Linked DNA regions of Anas platyrhynchos: region 1 is linked to region 2. Evidence: chromatin contacts called from public Hi-C data. All regions are on one chromosome and are shown on one strand. The core of a region is the stretch at or near the end of the contact, and the rest is flanking DNA. Distances in the headings are between cores, read along the strand shown. Region 1 overlaps MMP17 (matrix metallopeptidase 17). Region 2 overlaps ULK1 (unc-51 like autophagy activating kinase 1).

What was found. Hi-C and Micro-C count contacts between places; a contact is called where the count stands out from the background.
Region 1: a contact with region 2 is called in a Hi-C map of liver, with 3 times the contacts expected there. The contact joins two enhancer-like sites. A contact is called at or near these places in 3 of 8 Hi-C or Micro-C datasets (liver and skeletal muscle).

What each region holds. Positions count from the first base shown.
Region 1 is chr16:12,845,202-12,848,610 of IASCAAS_PekinDuck_T2T, reverse strand. MMP17 (matrix metallopeptidase 17) reads left to right here. Exons shown (of 10, transcript XM_038187449.2): 10 at 1-1,243. Among named protein-coding and RNA genes, the nearest start is that of ULK1, 19 kb to the right of the region's middle. Within about 2 kb of position 1,965, at least 3 of the 8 cell types and tissues checked have an H3K27ac peak or open chromatin away from gene starts, as enhancers often do.
Region 2 is chr16:12,805,334-12,808,541 of IASCAAS_PekinDuck_T2T, reverse strand. It overlaps ULK1 (unc-51 like autophagy activating kinase 1), which reads left to right. Exons shown (of 27, transcript XM_038187282.2): 6 at 2,334-2,507. Among named protein-coding and RNA genes, the nearest start is that of ULK1, 21 kb to the left of the region's middle. Within about 2 kb of position 1,356, at least 1 of the 8 cell types and tissues checked has an H3K27ac peak or open chromatin away from gene starts, as enhancers often do.

The DNA of each region.
Region 1 (3,409 bases), core at 716-3,215, 39 kb before region 2:
CTAACTGTTGTGAGCAGAAAAACATTCCTAGGAACATGCCGGTGAAGGTTTTGAATTCTCCATGAGAAGTGAACCGTGGTTGTTTTTTTTTCTTCTTCTTCTTTTTAATTTTAGTTTAAAGGTCTAATAACAGATTTTGAGTTCTGCACCTCCTTATTCCCCCATCCAGTTAAAATGAGAGCAGCCTAACATTGAATTTAGAAATGCCCCATATAGATTTGTTGCTTTGGATGTTAGAACACCACAGACGAGGGAGGGGAGTGCTGCTGTGATCAGATGAGGACAGCAGAGGTAGCAGCACCCCAGCAGGAAGGTGGCAGGGCTGTGGGAGCGGTGCAGTAGCTGCGCTGACATAACGTGCACATCCCATTGGATGTACTAGGTAGAGAGAAACTTTGACTCTCCTAAGATTAACTGCAAGGTGGTCGTTATTATGTCAAATCTGCTGTGGTAACTGATGTCTTGGTAACCTGTACCAGTTTCTACAGGTCAAAAACACCTTTGCCTTTCAGAAGGCAGTGCAACTTATCTTTGTGTCCAGGTCATTTGAATTTAACAATTTATCTAATAAACCTTGGCTGCCTACACACAGCTCTCCCGCTCCTCTGCCAGATCAAGCCTGCCACCTTCAGTAAGGTGCTGACTGTTCAGGCTCGGGCGCAGCCTTACCACCACGCAAGCAGCAACTTGCTGAGCTCAGCCTTACGGATGGGATGCGACTCCAGCCATCCCACCAGCCTAATCCCTTCACAGGAACTCCTTCACTCTTGGAGCTTCTGTTTCATGTTGTATTATGCTTTGGAAGGGATTGAGATGTACAGAGTTCAGTTGTGGTGCTGTCACACCTGGCTGTACCATGGAGGGTGGGCTGGGGTGGGAAGGGAGGGATGTGCTCCTCTCAGTGCCTCAGCCAAGGGCTCAGAGCAACAGAGGTAAGGTCAAGAAGTGCATTAGGATGGTCCTGGACTTTTACTTGCTCCTACAGCGAGCCCATGGTGAGCCCTGGGACAGCCTCTTGTCCCCAGGCCTTCGCTGCACTGGCACATCCCAGCCTGCTCAGACCATGGCTCCTGTTTCTCTTCTGAGGCCTGATGCAATTTCGGATCAGGCCCTTTTGGAGGCCCCCTTGGACATCTGTCAGTGCAGGAGGAGTGCACCATTGTCCCATGACTCCATCTGCAGATAATAAATAACATTTCAGTGGCTTTCAATGTTCCCTTGAAGAACATAGGTACAAAATATTGCTGTTGTGTCTCGTGTCTATTGGAATGGACGGAGGACTCGGCAGCCGTGAGCTGAAGGACAAAGCGTCCCCCTGCACCAGGGTCTGGCAGGCCCCTGGATAGCTCTGTGCTCCGCCGAGGATAAAGGCCCTGTTGAATGTCTCCATAAATTCAGCGCGTAAAGCAGTTGAAATCCACCCCAAGCGGTGCCTAATCACTTTGTCAACTGCAGTGTGTAACTGCGCTAGGTGACGTCCACTCCAGGCCCCCCTTGTCCCCTCTCTGTTCCTGCTGACATGGAGAATGTCCTGCTGCGCTGCCAGTGCAACCTGCTGGCCCACAAGCATGCTTGCAGTGGTGCCAGTACCCAAAGTGCCGGGCTGAAAGCTGAGGAGGACATGCACTGTGCCGCCGTCACAGCCCTGCCTCTAGTGCGGGCCCTGAGCTGGCAAAGCCGCCCCATGGCCACAGTGAGCTCCAGATGCGGGATGATCGCATCCCAGGACACAAATGGCAGCTGGAGAGCTTCCCCGGGAGGTCACGGGTTCACTGTGGGGCCAGAGGGGTCAGTGCTGCCTGAGGGTCACTGCCGGAGCCATGCAAGCAGATGTCCCTGGCACAAAGACACCACTGTACCGAGAGCTCTCGGCAGCAGGCGTGGAAGGAGCCGAGGGTTTGGGCCGTGCCGGGGCATCCCTGCAGTGTGGGTGGAGGGCAGGGTGGCTGGATGGCTCCTCCAGCCCCAGGAGGATGCGGAGATGCCTGTGGAGGTGGATGGGGCCATCGTGGTGCTGGGCAGAGCCCCCTTAAAACAGCGGGTTTGCCCCCCCATGGGGCTGCTGCGGTCCCGCCTGGTGGGGTTGAGAGCCCCGAGCATGCCAGAGGTTAAAACCACCGGGCCAAGACCACTGGGCAAGAGGGATTTTACCCCAAACCAGAGCTCGGCCTCGGGTGAGGCCTGAAGCCGGCCTAGCCCGGCCCCGCCGCCAGCGGGAGGCCCCGGCGCGGCCGCCGGAGGGCAGCAGAGCCCCGGCCGCGGCCCGGCGCCACGGAGAGCGATGGGGATAGCTGGGGGGAGCGAAAAAGAGAAAGGGGGAAGAGGAAAGGGAGAAAGGAAATGAAGAGGAAAGGAAAAAAAAAAAAAAAAAAAGAGAGAGAGAGAAAAAAAAAGAGAGAGAGAGAGAAGTAAACAGAGAAAAGGAAAAGTAAAAAGGAAAAGAAAAGGGTAAAAAAAAAGTAAAAGAGAAGAAAAAGGATAAAAGAAGAATAAAAAATAATAATAATAAAAAAAAAAATAAGAGAAAAAGATTTAGGAAAGAAAATGAAAAACTAAGTTGGGCAGGAGCAGTTTTCAAATGCCAAAGCCATGTCCATGCCTAGATTTAAAAAACAAGAATACCATTAAGTATAATTTATCTCGGACAAGACCCAGTGTTTAACAGCTTGAAAAACACAAAGCTGTTGAGAAGGAACTCCTCTTTACTTGCTGATTCAAATCATATGTCACACTTGTGTGTAACAGAAGGCTGCTGCCTCCCGAAGCCCCAGAATAGCTGAGGGGATGGCTGAACCCTTATCTCTGAGGGCTTTTCTCAAATGCAACTTTCTGATCTACGTGTATTGATAACGAAATTTCTCTCCTCAACCCCAAAGTTTAATCAGCAAATGCCCCTGCACAGCTGTGGGCCAGGAGAGCAGGCCCTGGGGATCAGCCCCATAGTTCAGGTGGAGCTCTTCCAGCCGGTGCCCCCTGCCAGGAGGTGGGTAGGTGTTCCTAGCCTCTTCTTGCCTTGCCACAGCCCCTGGAGGTGCCTTCTGCTTCTCAGATGGCAGGCTAGGAGAGGACAAATCCCAGAGCTGCCTCGAGCCCAGCCACCTTGCTTTTTCCATCTTCTCTGCCAGGCACATGTGGTGCATGAGCCAGGCTGAACCCAGAGCTGCTGGAACAGCAAGCCCGGGGGATGCCTTATCCAGGCAGGGGGACTCGTCCTGGCTCTCCGTGTTCCAGCAGTTCCTGGTAAGCCCAGTGCTGTGGATCGTTTCCTTGCTTTTCCCTGAAATTTCTAGACAGGGGGAGTTGGCTGGCCCTCGTGGGGCTGTAACAGGCCAGGAAGGGATTTAGGACAGCCAAAGCAGGGAGTACATGGCACTGCAATAGTCTCTAAGAAGGCAAGTTTGTGCTAAGA
Region 2 (3,208 bases), core at 107-2,606:
TGAGTATGAGAGATAAGGACTCCTGTTTTTCTCTGTGATGTGTCTGTTCATGAAGTGAAATAAAAGGGTATGCCCCTGTGCTCCCGGTGTAACCGCCTGTCCCTCTTCTGTTATTGAGAGCATCTTCTCAATTTCACAGTCCTCCCTTGCCATGCTACTGTGATTCTTGAGATGTGATGCTGCCAGAGGACCCGGCAGCCCTCTGCCTGATTTTTCTATGCTGCATTGTGGTAACTTCACTGTGCCACCGCAGACTGACTGGAGGAATCTCTCTACAGGCTCAAGACAGGAGCATAGATGCTCAGTGTGTTAGGAACACAACACCTTTGAAAGGTTAAAAGCTTCAAGTGTGAAGTGGAAAAAGCTGAAATTGGTAGCTTAGAGGCACTATATTCCTCAGGGGAATGGGTTCTCTGGTTTCAGCTATAATGATTTAAAAATATATATATATTTTTTTTTACCCCAGTTTGAAAGGGTAGGGAGGCTTAACTGGTTTGAGGGAATGGCAGCTAGTTCGGTGTTCATCTTATTGCCACCACACTATATAAAAGGGAGGGTAACGCCTTGAAGATGTGGCATGCTGCTGGAACTGCGGGTCAAGACAAGGCTCTAAAGAAAACAGCTCTGCTAGAGGTGAGCCGTATTTAGCCAGGAGTTCCTAATTGCCTGCTGGCTTAATAACGCTAAGAGCCACCAAGTTCCAAGCCTTGTTTCTTGTTTGGGGGAAGATGAGACAGCCTCTCCTTCACGGGGCCTGAGCTGAATTGAGCAAAACTTGTTGGAGCAGAAGATGCAAGTAAGTTTGGTAGATCTGCATCTAAGCTGCCTCTTATATCTTTAAGATCTCTTCACAGAATCGCCCCCTCTTGCAGAGCAGCCTTTTGAATTCCAGCTGAGTGCCAGTCCATGAGGAAAAAGGCCCAGCAAGGGGAGAGAAACTCTATATACACGTGCACTTGTGTCACGTGTACGCATCCAGGAGCGGCTGATGGCCGTGGTGACATTTTAGCTCTGCTTGTGCCTCTTCCTAGAACAGCGGGGTTTGGGAGCGGTGGGAGTTTATTTTCTATTCTAAATGCTGTTTAACTTATCTGTTTCCCATGCGCATATTTCAAAAGTTAGATTTTTAATTTCCTGTGTTGTGTTAAAGCTGCCTGCAACCTCATCTGTGTTTTCATAAGGATTCCTCCCTTCTAGCTGATGAGGCAGAGTAGCAGTTTGAAGTTCCTGCCAGCTTGTTTTGAGGTTTTACTAGAGAACAGCTGGAAAAATACTAATGAAGTCCCGAGTAATTTACCGGGACCTTCTACAAAAGAAATGATTTAGTTCAAGTGGAACGGTGCTTTCTTTAAGCCTGCCTCATTCAGCGACTGATAAGGAAGCAGGCTGGTAGCGCTGTTGGTCCTGTGGTCTGTTCAGCAGGCTGCTCCGAGCTTTGACAAGTTTCATGTGTGCAGTTCTTAAAATAACAGAAGCTAATGTTGCACCAGTCTGATTAGAAGGTCCAGATGAACATTATTTTAATCCCTTCAGTGTTATTTATTTCTCACACCACAGTTCTTGGGAAGCCCTTAGCTAAGGAGAGTAAGTTCAGTGCTTCCGTATGACCAGAATTTGATTATTAATTTTTAAAAAAAAGATTTCTTTATAAAAAAGACCTCACAGGGGACACTTGGTAGGGGGATTTTTGCTAGGTATTGGACTGCTTTTCATCCTAACACTGGATTTGGATTAGAGTTATGGTTGGGTCTAGTGAGTGCTGATGCACAAGGATTAGGCCTGGACTTGGCTTCAGATCCCTGGTGGCCATGTACCCGAATCTTCCAGCCTTTTCCATGCCCAGCCTGAGCCATAATGGTTGCTGCAGACATAAATCCTAATCCTAACGGTGTCTCCAGGTTTAGATGTAGTCTTCTCGATAAAGCTGTAATGTCTGATGGCTGCTGACCATAGCTCAGAGGTGACCCTCTCACTCATCAGGTTGCAGGCTCTGTCTGGCTGCATGCTTAAAGCAAGCTGGCAGCTCTTGCTGAGGGAAGTCCTAAACCTCATCAAATGTCACTTTTGGACACAGCTGATAACCCAAATTCGGCACTTGCCACTGACCTGAGTTCACTATTAGACTCTCAGGGCTGAAAACAGCCCTGGTCACAGCATAAACTGGGAATGCAAAAGCTCTCTCTTAATGCCAGCACTGAGCATTCAGAAATAGTGCGTGGAGGAAAAAAAAAGCCAAATTATTGCTAATTGCTCTGGAGAAACTACCCCCTGGGCTCTTTGGAGAACTAGCATTGTAATTCTTTCATCTGTGGTTATTTTTCCCTCCTCCCTAGCTATGCGGACGCTTAGTGAAGACACCATCAGGCTCTTTCTTCAGCAGATAGCAGGTGCCATGAAAATGCTGCACAGCAAAGGCATCATCCATCGGGATCTGAAACCACAGAATATTCTCCTTTCCTACGCTGGAGGCAGGAAATCAAATCCCAACAACATACGCATAAAGATTGGTAAGACCCTGTTACAAGTGTCACCTTAACAGCTCTCAGGAGACTTTGGTAACAGATAAGTGGCAAGCCTCAATTTCTTTTGGGAACTGTCTAGAAGAAAATTTCTCTGCTTTTTAATATGCCCTAATGTTTTTCCACTTCCTCACTTAATTCCTCTGCAAGACATAACCGAGTTCAGCTAACTTCAGTGGGCCTCCAAGCAGTAGGAACAAGAGCTTTCTGCTCTGCCAAGACATGGGCTAATATAAAATAAATTGGTCAGGCTTTGCTCCATTTCCAAGCAGAATGGTGCCTCCCTTTGTAAAAACAAATACTATCCTGCCCTAATTGGCTTGCAGTCTCTAGGCTTACCAAGAAAGGAGCTGCTGCGGTGGCTTTTCTATTTGGCTTTTAGTAGAACTGAGGATAAATACTAAGTGGTGTCTTAAGTCCTAAAAGTAGCTCTTCTACTGTCTGGCTTCAGAGCATAAAGGAAGTCAGGCACATCACAAAGCAGATGTTTCTGCAGTCTGAATTAGAGGTAGGCTTCTCAGCAGCATCTCTAAGAAAGTTACTTTTTTGTGAAGTGTAGAATTATCTGGAAGGTGGCAGTAAGCTATTTGGGAGATGCAGATGCAGGCGGGAGGGCTGTGGGCACAGCACACCACCTGGGCACTGCTGCTCTTCGGTGTGATGTGCCCTGCAACCCCTCCTTCCCACCT